Linked DNA regions of Drosophila melanogaster: all the other regions are linked to region 1. A link is a contact called in public Hi-C data. All regions are on one chromosome and are shown on one strand. The core of a region is the stretch at or near the end of the contact, and the rest is flanking DNA. Distances in the headings are between cores, read along the strand shown.

Region 1 (4,159 bases), core at 702-3,201:
CCCACTGGCGATTCGATCCGATCGCTATAAGTGATAAGAAATCCATCACTGATAGGGGATTATCCCAAATCTGTTTTCCACCACGATAGATAGTGTTTTGTACTATCATTTATAAAGCCAAATATTTATCAACGCGGCACTTTTGAGACTCTGATCACTTTACTCTAATTATTATGAAAGGTAGTTTTCAAGGTAGTTGAAACTACTCCTGCTTTTCCCGAATCCCTACTGCAAATGAAAAATTTTCCCATTACTTGCTGCAGCAAAGTTCTTTCTATTGGGTAACCACTGTGCCAAGTATTTTGAATGATCTATGTCATGTTTGCTCACCTGCTTTGAAGGTCGATGCATCGAAACTGGGCGCTCTGACCGGCTGCTGCTTATCACGGAGTCCGCTAAGCTGACGCTCGGGCACATAGCTGACCGCCGCTGGCAGGGATTCGCCACGCGTCAATGGCGGTCTGCCGCCCACGCCACTTGGATCGTCCATGGCGCTGCGCTTGATGCCGGGCGGACAACCGCCGGATACGCCTCCGCCGGCGGATAGGGAGTTGCCAGCACTGCCATCTGGCGCCAGGCCGTGTCCCGACTGCTGTTGCTGCTGGCTTACATCCACATCGACATCCTCGCTGGGCGGACGCTTTAAATTCACGGATAGGGCGGGCGGTAGGCTGCCACCGCCACTGCCGGCGGTGGGTACGCCGCCGCCGGGTGCACCGCCACCGCCGCGGGTCGCATTTGGCGGCAGGTGGTGGGGCGTCATGTGTGAAATGCGTACGGGTCGTACGCCGCCACCGGGGGCATCCTCCAGCTTAACGGGATAGTCCAGTGGCGGACCGATGCGTGGCACTGGCATTTGATAGGGCATCTGATGGTGATGATGCACTGCAGCAGCGGCGGCGGCAGCAGCAACGGCATTGCCCAGCGAACTGAGCGAACCGGCGCCCGACGGACCTGGACCACCACTTCCGGGCGGAGCACCCGGTGGACCGCCGCCACCTCCGCCGCGATGGGAACCCGGTCCTTGTCCCGGAACTGGACCGACTTGTAACTGTTGTTGCTGCTGTAGGACGACGGCGGCCGCTGCAGCGGCGGACACTTCGCCGTTCTCATGGGAACGCTGCTGTTTGCTGGCGGGATGGAGACGCTTCATTTGGCGGGCGGCGTCCAGCACCGCCTCGATGCGATCGGCGCCCTCATAGTTGACGCAACCGCGGCACACCGCCTCCGAGAAGTCATTGATCATCGCCCAGGGCATGCGGGGTAAATCGCACAGATAGCAGTGCTGCCTTTTCGTTTGCAGCGACATCCTGCTGCGTTTCTGGAAACTGTCAACTGGCAACTAGCAACTGTCAACTGTCAATTGGCAACTGTCAATTGGAAGCCCTGGATGGGCTGGATCTGGAAATGGGTTTGTGCTGTTTTAGCTCACTGGAATGGCTAACTGTTCCTTCCTGCTGGATTCCCAATTCCTATTATTTATTATTTTCTCCTTTTTTTTCGCTTTCTTTTTTCTTGTTTCAGCTTCTTTTCGGTTGTGCGTTGTAGCTATTTTTCTTATTTAGCATTTGTTATTCATGTTTTCGTATTGATTTTCGCACACACGCACATATACACGCGCGCACGCACGCATATTTCACCGCGCTTCCACCCGAAAAAAATTCACTTATGTTTTTTCCTTCAGCTTCAGCTTCTTCTTCTTCTTCTTTTCTATTGTGCTGCGCCGCGCTGCTCGCCAACACGCACGCACACAGGCACACACACCACACACCACACTTAGGCACGCGCGCCGCAGAGTGAAAGAGAGAGGGTGCGCGCGAGTAAGCGGGACACGTAAATGTACGACGACGCCAAAAACGTGTAGGAACAAAACGAACGATGAGATCGCAGCGACGCAACGAATGACTGAAAAAGCGACCGGACGCCACACAGCTTGCTGATAGAGTGTGGCCTTGGCTGGTATGTGAGAATATACCCCAGGGGCCAAGCGAAATGTACTAAAAAATCTTCGCTGCCGCAATGGGAAATACCAAGAAAATACCTGAAATACTGGCTTATATCAGAGACACGAACCTTTCAGTGGACTTCAACCAGGGTTGCCAAAGTGGCTGAGACTGTAGCGAAGACTTCAACCATGATAAAGCTAAGGAAATTTTAAATTTTCTTTAAAATTTAGCATCATTTTGAGCATAGTAATTCTACTATTTCGTATTAATATATATAGCTTTTAATATATTGCTCCTAATATTACGCCCAAATATTAAAAATAAACCCTTTTGGCTGTTTAAGTAATTAAAAATAATATTTATTTTTATTTTTAACCCCCTTTGGGGCTACGACCCTGCCAGCGTACGTGCCTGCACGTCATATTCACGAAACGGAATCTAGTGACGAAGTCCTTCCCCCAAAGTCCGCCTGTAAGTATACCATGTAAAGTTCGTGGATACACATCCGTTTTTCGTATAGATACCGAACGTATGTACATAGGATACAGTTATGTAGACCTTGAATCTGGTATGCTCCGTCTCTTTCGCTCGGCGAACAGCTGACTTAACAGAGCTCTGTAACTGTTAATGAAATTAAAAGCCCTCATTCCTAGCAAAAAAAAAAAAAAAAACAAGGACATCCGTAAAGCACTGCGCAGGACCACAAACTGCAAGCATGTATGTGTATGCATATCGTTGCATATATGTACATATGTATAGGCGAAAATGCTTGGGTGTTCGTATTCCTGGCGTTTGGCCTGAATCGATTTCCCGACCATGGTCTGGGACAAATTCCGTATCTGTGCGTACATCCTGTTAAAAGGAAATGCGGAAAAAGGAGCCACCAGATACAGAAACACACGAACAAGCAACGACCTCGTAAACGGGGTCCTTTCCTTACACCCCCACCTTTCCATACAGTCCCGGCCATAAGTTTATGTCCGTGCACGCGCAACTGTACTCGCTTCTTAACATTTCATTTGAGATTTTATTTATGAAATGTTTGGCTCAATTAAAGATATAAAAATATTCTTTAAATTGCCACAAAATTAAAATTCCACAATAAAGACACTAGAAAGTTTAAAAGTTTTTTTTTAATTTCCTCTTTTATTAACAAAAAATGTTTTAAGATTAAAATCAAAAGAGAATCTACGAACTACGTTTATACACAAGCTTTATTTGTAATTACAGACCTTTCGACTCCCGAATAAGTAGGCAACAAAAACTGCATTAGTTATAAACTTATTTACAAGTGGGTAGAAAATGTTGCTATACTGATTATATATGTTCAACTGTTAAAAGGCATAAAGAATTGAATCGAAAATTCTATAAGCGTTACTCAATTTTCGAAAAGCAGGCGTATAAACGTAGTTACAAGGTGGTGTGGGGTCAAAATACAACACATTAAATTAGCTGCATATAAAAAATATCGCACATATTTGTTGTATATAGATAGTTAAATGCTAGATCGGTTCGGCGCGGCCACTGTTCTACTGGCATACGTCCGTATAACAAGGGCCCGACTCAAATGTCTTATGTAAGCAGTTAATTGCAAGCGTTTCGATCCTATATGTATATAGGTTTAGGTATATAATGGCTATATAAAGTACACAGTATAACAGTATTAGGCTTGAGCGTGTGCGTTTCATTTGTATAACAGTTAGCGTGTGTGTGTGTTTGTATGTCTGTTCGTATCAATTACAACTAAAATTGCCTTTGAGCAAAAACATTCTTATATATTTAGTTATAGGAGTTAGACTTATTCTCGTCAATACAAAAAAGTTTGTTTCTTAGCATTGTTAATTATTGTTCTTGGAATGAGGGGACGGGGTGAATGGGTCGAGAATCGATAAATAATAAATTAGATTTAAGCACTAACATGGAATACGTTTATCTATATAATTATGGAATAGATATACAAATACATTTATATACGCTGTTTATCAAAAAATATTTAAACCACAATTTTTCTAGTTAAAGTTCTTTTCGTTCCTTTTGTCTTTTTTTTGCGGGTGGGATCTCCCTCTCTCGAGGATTCTTCAGATTCGTTCGTTTTTCGCATCAACATCATGGCACAAGTTTCTTCCTTCTCTCTTTATCCGTCTTTCGCTATCTCTTTCGCAATATAACTTTATGTCAGACAATAGTGGGTTAAACAAGTATTTGCTTAGCTT
Region 2 (4,159 bases), core at 1,043-3,542, 1.8 Mb before region 1:
GCCGAAAAAAAACTAGCGGTTGGCAACAGCACGTGTGCGAGCGAGAGAGGGCGAGAGATCGCCGCTTATCAGTGCTGAGAATTCAAGAATTCAATGTCGCCATTCGTTGCATAAGAGGAAGTATTGTACCACACACTTGTACTCATTAGAAAACACTTTTTGTTTCGTTTTGGCCATGACCAAAAATGCATATATGGCCAATTGTTTTTCATTTACCCCTTTCGAGGTTTTCGACGGCGCTTTCTAAACGCTTGCCAAAATGAATGTACGCACAACATTTACATTTGGCAAATAGCCGACAAGTCAGCTGCGAAGCAGACGGATAGTCCCGTTTAGCTAGTTGTTAGCTAGATTTCTAGAAGATTGAATAGTGTACTTCTATTACACCCAAATACATGTCTTCCTTATTCAACAAAATTGGGGTATCTTTGATATTCAGTTTTAAGAACTACTTGGACTGGCTTAGAAAACTTCAATATACAGCAGTGAACAATTTATTCAAATACAAAAACCAAAACTATTATCAATTTTTATAAAAATAAAAGTTGAAAAGAGTTGAAAGGTTTTATTAATTGTTTGTAGCTATTTAATTGCTAAGCTATTAATAACATTTGGCTTTATTTCTAAAGATAGGGTTGGCAGCACTGCTAGCATGTGACTTTGCTTTCTGACGTCCACCTGCCGCTCTCTCCCTCTCTCTCACGCTTCGTCTCTTTCACGCAGGCGGAAGAGGGGCGGCGCTCGAAAAAAAATGCGTGAAGCGATTAGATAAACACTTCTGCTAATACAGTTAATTTATATAACTGTCTACGACACTTTTTCAAGGTCCCGTTATCACAAAAATTACATAAAAAATAAAAGAGAGCTAGTTGCCCATCAAAAAAGAGAGCGTAAAAAATGCAGTTGCAAAGTTACTGCAAAAATGCTTAATTGCCAAAATTAAACGGCAGCGAAGTTATAATTTTTATGGCTCAGTGTGCGATGAATCGGGGTTTTAGGACAGGGCGTGGATCGGCTTGAAAATCACACTGAAAATTTCCGCCGACTGGGCGAGAATTGGAAATGTGATTCGCCAGGGATATGTAATAATAAACACTAATCTCAACCAAGTGCAAAATCGCACTAAAAGGCCACACAAAGGGCTACAATAAACAATAAATCACATGAATACTATACGTACATTAACGATTGACGTCAGAAAGGGTTTAAGGGGTATGGGAATGGAATAATAATAGAAGAAATGAGAACACTGGGGAAACCCGTTTTTTTCGCATGAATTTTTATCTTTAATAAAAGAAAGCAGGTCAGAAAAGAAAGGGAGGCAACCAAAGAGAAATAGTTACATTACTCTTAAGAAATAAAACCAACTCTCTCTCTCTTCTTCACACACACACACCCGATAAGTACTTGCACGCGCAGCTGGTGTCTGGCATGGGAGTGAGCGAGAGGGCGTTAGTGGCACATGGAATTTATTCGCAACTGTGTGTTCATACACACTCATGTGCGACTGGGCGGTAGAACAATCAATTGCCACGCGTTTTACTATAGAATAGCCTGCATTTGGTGTATATAATAATATATTTGTGCAAATGCAGGCCAATTTGATTCTAGAGAAGTGCAATTCTCTTTGAAATATAATCGCAATTCATGTGCAACATTTTTTCGTACAGACGAGCCGGCCTGCCAACTCGTTGCTATTGCATAAGTTGGCAGTTCCAGCGTGGTTGCAAATTGGAAGGAAATAGATGGGAAAAAGATCCAGCGTGGCTTCTTCCATTTTCTTTCTGGGTATTCTAAATGAACTTTGGATTGGGGGTATAAAATACCGAAAAGTTTGCTAATACGCCCAATTTATTACGTGTTTAATTGATGGCAAACACAATTTCGGCACAATTATTTTTCGCAAGGGTTATGTAAGCACTTTTCGGGTATTTTCAAGTCCCATTTCGGGATTTCTTTTCGATGCAGTTAAACCGGAACTGCTTGTCGAACATACAAAAAAAAACGTTAGTTTAAACCAACACCGACACAATAAAAAAATTAGCACATTACATAACTACAGAATCTAGCGCAAGGTGACGTGAATTAATGGGTAAAAAAAAATCAATGGCAGGTACGGGGCACACCGTCTCTTTTCTTGTTAAGCAAAAGAGCCTCGCAAATGTAATAGATATAGAAAATAGCACAATACCTTCAGTTGATAACTTCTCACAAAAGTCACAGAATAAAAACTTCTTTTGCAGAATCAGACGAAGCCGCGTGCTCACTTGGCGAATGAAATTCGTAAAGTGGTGGGGGTCTCGAGGGCCCAGTGACTTGGGGATGAAAGCTGCAAAAATACCGCATATCGATAGTTGCTTTAACTGGTATTTATTCGGCGATCTATCGATATTCAGCTAGATTTCGGTTTTTATTCGTGATATTTTTGTCGGTAACTTTTGCTAGTATAAATAAATATGGCTATTTTTGATGTAATTAAAACCAGTATATTACGTTTTATTATAAAATTAAGGCAAGCGGGGATTGAAGCATCAATATCGATATTTTTTAATACCTTAAAAATATTTTTACATCGACTTTCCCATTATGTTATATTATTTTATATTATATATTATATTATTGCGAGTTCTGAATTACACAAAAGTTAAAGACTATTTTATGTTTTAATAATGGATTCATTACAATTAATCTGCACGCTTCTTTGGGAAATTAACAACGACCTGTACGACCTCCTTTTGCCAAACTATGATAAAAACTAGTTTGAATGTATTGCATTTAACGCGGTTTTTTAATTGCTCTTTTTTTTACAAAAACAAAAGTTTTCTTTTTATATTAAATCAAAGGTTTGTCCAAAATTGGAATATCTCATACCTCGTTGAAATCGTTCCAAATTCCTCATCGAACTGTATTTAAGTCTGGCAACTTTAATTTTTGGCCATTTTTTGCAAATTTGGTTATCGAAAATGAGAAAATCGGTAATTTGTCGAATTTTGATGATGGTACCCCTAATGAAAAATTGCTTAAATTGGTCAAAAAAATTATTCCTGAAACTCGGTTTGAAAGTGTTACAGATTGTTAGCAATGTTAATAAGCAACACAAAACAGTCATCGTTTTAGCTGAGCCACCTTTTTTGGCCAAGTTATTCTGAAAAATGTTTTTCGAAAATATCATATTCTTAATTTTAAAACGTTGTTGAAAAGGATAATCGCAAAACTTGATTCAAAATGCACTTCTTATATACGAAAAATCATTTATTGAGTAAATTTCTTTTCGATTTGTTTTTCACATGTTCACAAAATTGTATTTGAGTTAGTTGTATATCTGGTTTTCTAATATTTTCCTTGGCCTTGGGATACAATTTAGTAAGCTTTTGTGTCTTTTTATTTGCTGTATGTGGGTCTTGTATACGGTAATTTCGTATTGAGCGCTAGCAATATTAACATTTAGTTACACCGAAATGGGGAAAACATCTTACGCAGATTAGTATGTTATGTATACACCTATGTATATCTCTAGTTTTTGAATCAGCACCCTGGGACAGGCCAGAATACTAGGAGTTTTGGGCGTGCTGAGGGGTATGGTAATCAAATGAAGAACCCTTTCTTTTGAATTTCGTTGGTTGGACAGAGGGGTTAATTTAAAGGCAATGGTAAAGGTAAAAGATAAAGGCAAACAAATGCAAAGTACTGGCTAGTAAATACTGGGGCCTCTAAACTATGACGACACATCTAGACATCGAGTCCTATGTCCTTTACGTGGTTATCTAGATTACTTTCGGGTACATATTCCATGGCAGATACAAAACATACACAGAGTGGATATTTGATATATGTATAGTATATTGGTTATCGTGTACCGATTGTGTTAGCGTTTTGCTTGTGGTTAAAAGACAGTTATACAATGTAATTGGGAATATAGTTTTGTTTTCATCCTATTTGTGTGATTTATTCGTTCGCTTTTTTTTTGTTTATTTTTTTTTTTTGTGGTTTGTTTTTGTTTTTATTTAATTTTTTCTTGTATAGGAAACAACAAAAATGGACGCAAAATGATTGTTATAGTAGTATTCATGTTTACCCATCTTGCTTTTACGTTTAGTTAACTATATAGGAATATGCAAAACGTACACTTAATATATTTTTTTTGGTTTTGTTTTACGAT
Region 3 (4,159 bases), core at 877-3,376, 1.1 Mb after region 1:
CAACGCACAGCCTTCGGCAAATATCAAGTGGGGGTGTGTGTGAGATGGGTTTGTATTTTATGTTATTTAGCTAGCCCGAGTGTGTGTGTGTGTGTGTGTGAGTGTGGGGGCGGTCTTGGTCCATCGACTCTAATTGAAGTTAGAGCAAGATGGCTGTAAATGGGTGTAGATGGGGTGTTTGCCTTGTTGTGCGGGTGGCGACACTGAGCCAGAAACGCATTTGAAATCTTTGTTTGCCTATTTACTTTTATTATTTAAGTGCTAAACGAACGTTTTTTTCATACCCATTCAACAGAAAAGGGTAACACAATTAAAAAAAAAGAAGAAACTAATAATAATAATAATAACAATAACAATGAAAAGGGGTCTGTAAAAAAGTAACACAATTGAAAAACAACTTAGAGCCGCTTCAGACGAGTTTTCCAGCCCTATAGAGATCCTCACATGAGCCGAAAATGGCTTAATTTGAATATGAATGGACTCAAACTGTCTAAATAACACTATCATAACATTTGCATAGCTGGTTATGAAAAACTCAAGTAAAGTTAATGCCGCTCAATACGGGGATTTATCGAATTGCAGTGAATGGCTTTGCGCGAAAAGTGTTGGAAAACGTACAGATTGATAGTTGAAATGTAATATACCGTATAACCTTTTCTTGATTTTACTGACAACTGATTAAAGTGTGAAGATTGCCGAATATAACTTTTACTATCCCATAAATCCCGAGACATTATGTATGTACATACCGGTAGCAAATAGAACACCCAAAAAAGATCTTATCATCCGGGGTCAGCAGAAAAACAGAATCGCAGAGATAAAGAACAAATAGCGAGAGACCCAAACGAAACTTACCTGTTTGAACTGAACTATTTTTCGTATTCGTATTTTGTATTTTGTATTTCTTGTATTTCGTATGTTCGAATTCCCCTGACCGTTGTGTTCCCCTATTGCGTAAATATTTGCCTTTTGTATTTATCGTTTTATGTAAGAGATTATTAGAATTTATGCTCTACCTTGAGTGGGGGCTTTGTGCTGGCGAACTCTGGCGGCTACGCGACACGTGTAGCACCCGTTTCGAATCGAAAAATCCACGCGGGGGGGTGGGGGTATGCTAGATAGAGTTAGATAGAGTAGGGCTAAGGCTTCACTTACAGCCGCAATACTATTACTATTTAGTCTGTCTGCGAGATAATAATAGGGATCCCGACTCGACGGGGCAAACAAATCCGAATCAAACCAGATCACATCAGATCGCAAAAGTAGTTCGCATTCGTACGAGTATTCGCGTTCGCATTTTGATGACGATTTCTGCTTCCTCTTCCACGCAGTCTGCGGCGGGTTTTTTAACGATCAGAGAACCCAAAACCCAAAACCCAAAACCCATCAAGACCAGACCACACCATATACCATAGCATACTCGAAGCGATCAGACAAAAGTCTTGCAATTACTTTATTTTATTTTTTCTTTTTTTTTTTGGCAAGGCAAATCGCAGACGCACAGCTTAGCGATTGCCGTCGGTCTAGTCGTTTTCGGTAATGTAAGTGGTCAAGGTTGACTTGAGAATACCCTGCTATAAGGGTAAGACTATTGGCGTTACTTACTTATGGGGTATATCATGTTAATATAAGGCCTTTTAAAAAAAATGCAATTCAAATTCAATACAGACTAAATATACTTTCATGTTGTAAGCTTAGCTTAGAAGATTCCATACAGCTCTGATCACGTTTATATAAGGAAATACGCTGTTGGCTGGCTTTTCGCATGCTCTACGAGTCCAGTGGATGATCTTTGAAACCGCAGGGCATTCACAGGTCGTTGGCATACATACTACTTTGTGGGCTGAGCGTGTTTTTGTTGCTTTTTCGCTTTGTATTGTGAAATTCGCGAGCGCAGACGTCTAATGTACACATTTGTACATATGTACATATGTGATCACCGCCGAATGTATCTGTATCTTTTATGAGCTGGGCGTGAGCGGTGTCTGATAAGATTTTGTTTACTTTTCGCTTGGCGGCTGTCTCGCGATTCTCTCGATTTTTCGGCACTACCAAATATACATATGTATATGTATGTTTGTTTGTATGTACAACACTTACGAGGTACGATTACGAATTCTATGAAAATTGCTGTCGAGAAGTGAGAAAACGAATATGTACATACATGCATATGTATGTACATGCGATACAGCAGCTATGACGAACACTGCGATTTGCTTGGGCGCTTCGATGATGTCGGTTTTTGATTGAGGATCGCGATTGAGCGCACATTTCAGCATCTTGAAAAGTCTACACTTACACTAATGTACATACATACATATGTAGATACGTGTATATATGTTTAGGTCGTTTGTGAGTGCCTGGCTGGCCGCTGGCTACTGTTGTTGTTTATTATATTATATTGTATTTTTTTTGTTTTTGCTGATTCCGATTGCTGGCTTTTTGTTTTGGCCCAAGTCACGTGACGTGCGCGTGCCTCAGTTGTCCGCGTTTTCTGACGCGCTCGCTGCCCGCTATCTGCTCACCATTTCTTCCCTCGCCAATTCTTCGGGCTCCTTTCTTCTCATTTCAACGGTTTGTTTCTTTACTTTCTTCGGCTTTGATTGTTCCGTAATTGTTTTCGACAATCTATCTGCGCCCGGGTTCATCTCTTGAATGTTTTAGAAACTGCGCTGGTTTTTCATTCATGGAATCAAATAAAACGGCCATTCATAAACAAATTAGAGCTTCCTTTATTGTTCCTGCTGTCTTATACAATCCATAATTTGAATATTCATAAAACGCCGGCGCATATGTACATACGTACATATGTATTTTGGTATTGTTTTTAATATTTTTTTTGAAAGAATGAAAGAAATATGTGCTCCACAAATTATGATGGCTACTCTCATTACCCTGCAATTCGCATCGATTTATATTCCATTATTGTTGCGAGCGAACTAAAGTTGAGAATTATATGGTGATGTGTGTAAACAAAAACAATAATAAATCGCCCAGCGTTCAAAAGTAAAAAAGCCTGGTAAAAAAAAAAATTAGCAGAACAATGTACGAATATGAAAATGTTGATGAAAGATTTGAAGGCTGTGTGAATAGAAGAAGAAAAAGATCTAGAATGAGATTAAAAACAAAAGATAGGGCAAAAAAAGAGGGGCTGGAGAAATGTATTATTATTTAGCGCATTTCGTGACATTGCTGGGCAGTTTAGTCATCCATTCGATCCTATGAATTGATGAAAACGCACGACAAGCAAACCAAACACAAATACATCAATTAACAGCAATTTATTCAGTTCTTGATTAATTTACTCTTCGTTTTAGAGACATTTTTCTCGAGCCATTCTCTTTATTTTTCATTTTTCTATCGCCGATAAGAGAACTCACTCCCTACGTAAGATATAAGATCTAAACTTCAGTCGAATCAAGTTAGTTTTTGCATTTATGCCGTACCCTCTTTTTTTTCCCGCAAGCCAGTGTATGTATTATTAATTATATATGTAACATGTGTTCTTTTGCTAACACAATCGTTTTTACTGCATTGAAATATTGTAGAAAAACATGCTGACCAATCAGCTTATTGAACACTTTATACAATTTATTATATAATATTATATTTCGAATGAAGTGCTTTGCCTTTAAGCTAATGTTTCCAAACTTCTCAACTTGACAATATGATAAATTACATAATAAATTAAAATCGAACCCTTACAACGGCTATCTTTAATTGATCTTTAGTGAATCCCCCCGCAACTAGACGGTATGCTAATCAATTTAACGCGTAAATGCAAATTATATATATTACCGTTCGCTTTTCACCTCAATCTCTTTGAAGTCTAGTGGGCGTGGCCCATTTACATATGCTTAAAAGTGGAAAGGCCACACGACAAACAACCATTTCTCCCGCTGCTGCTGTGGCCAAAATACCAAACCAGGGACAAGGTGTTGTCATGGCCGTGTTATCAAATCCCCATCCATCCACGTGATGCCAAAAAACAAGCACTTGCCAAACCACTCAACAACCAGCCACCCACAACATCCATAGAGACGACGCAGGTACATTGGTATGGTCGCCGAAAATAAACATAGATCCCCCGGAAGTTCGTTAGAATACGAGTAAAAATTAAATTATGAGCGAAACTCGAGCAGAGCGCTTATCAAATTCT

Evidence for each region. Hi-C and Micro-C count contacts between places; a contact is called where the count stands out from the background.
Region 2: a contact with region 1 is called in a Hi-C map of the Kc167 cell line, with 4 times the contacts expected there. The contact joins the promoter of Ant2 here to the promoter of Pits in region 1. A contact is called at or near these places in 2 of 107 Hi-C or Micro-C datasets (the Kc167 cell line and embryo).
Region 3: a Hi-C map of the Kc167 cell line shows a contact between it and region 1, with 4 times the contacts expected there. The contact joins the enhancer-like site here to the promoter of Pits in region 1. A contact is called at or near these places in 4 of 107 Hi-C or Micro-C datasets (the Kc167 cell line, embryo and ovary) and 1 of 6 datasets of contacts at active chromatin or transcription factors (the Kc167 cell line).

The regions. Positions count from the first base shown.
Region 1 is chrX:12,581,242-12,585,400 of dm6, forward strand. It overlaps Pits (Protein interacting with Ttk69 and Sin3A), which reads right to left and starts at 1,952. Exons shown (of 3, transcript NM_001272557.1): 1 at 331-1,952. The coding sequence starts at 1,309. It overlaps LIMK1 (LIM domain kinase 1), which reads right to left. Exons shown (of 6, transcript NM_078584.3): 6 at 3,144-4,159.
Region 2 is chrX:10,784,615-10,788,773 of dm6, forward strand. It overlaps Ant2 (Adenine nucleotide translocase 2), which reads right to left and starts at 2,293. Exons shown (of 4, transcript NM_176725.3): 1 at 2,192-2,293. It overlaps sesB (stress-sensitive B), which reads right to left and starts at 2,344. Exons shown (of 4, transcript NM_001298161.1): 1 at 2,192-2,344. Imp (IGF-II mRNA-binding protein) reads right to left here. Exons shown (of 7, transcript NM_167253.3): 7 at 3,255-4,159.
Region 3 is chrX:13,632,710-13,636,868 of dm6, forward strand. The region is part of intron 1 of NFAT (NFAT nuclear factor); the gene reads left to right. Among named protein-coding and RNA genes, the nearest start is that of NFAT, 10 kb to the left of the region's middle. Within about 2 kb of position 2,127, at least 29 of the 39 cell types and tissues checked have an H3K27ac peak or open chromatin away from gene starts, as enhancers often do. A contact at or near this core is called in the Kc167 cell line and ovary, where this site is marked.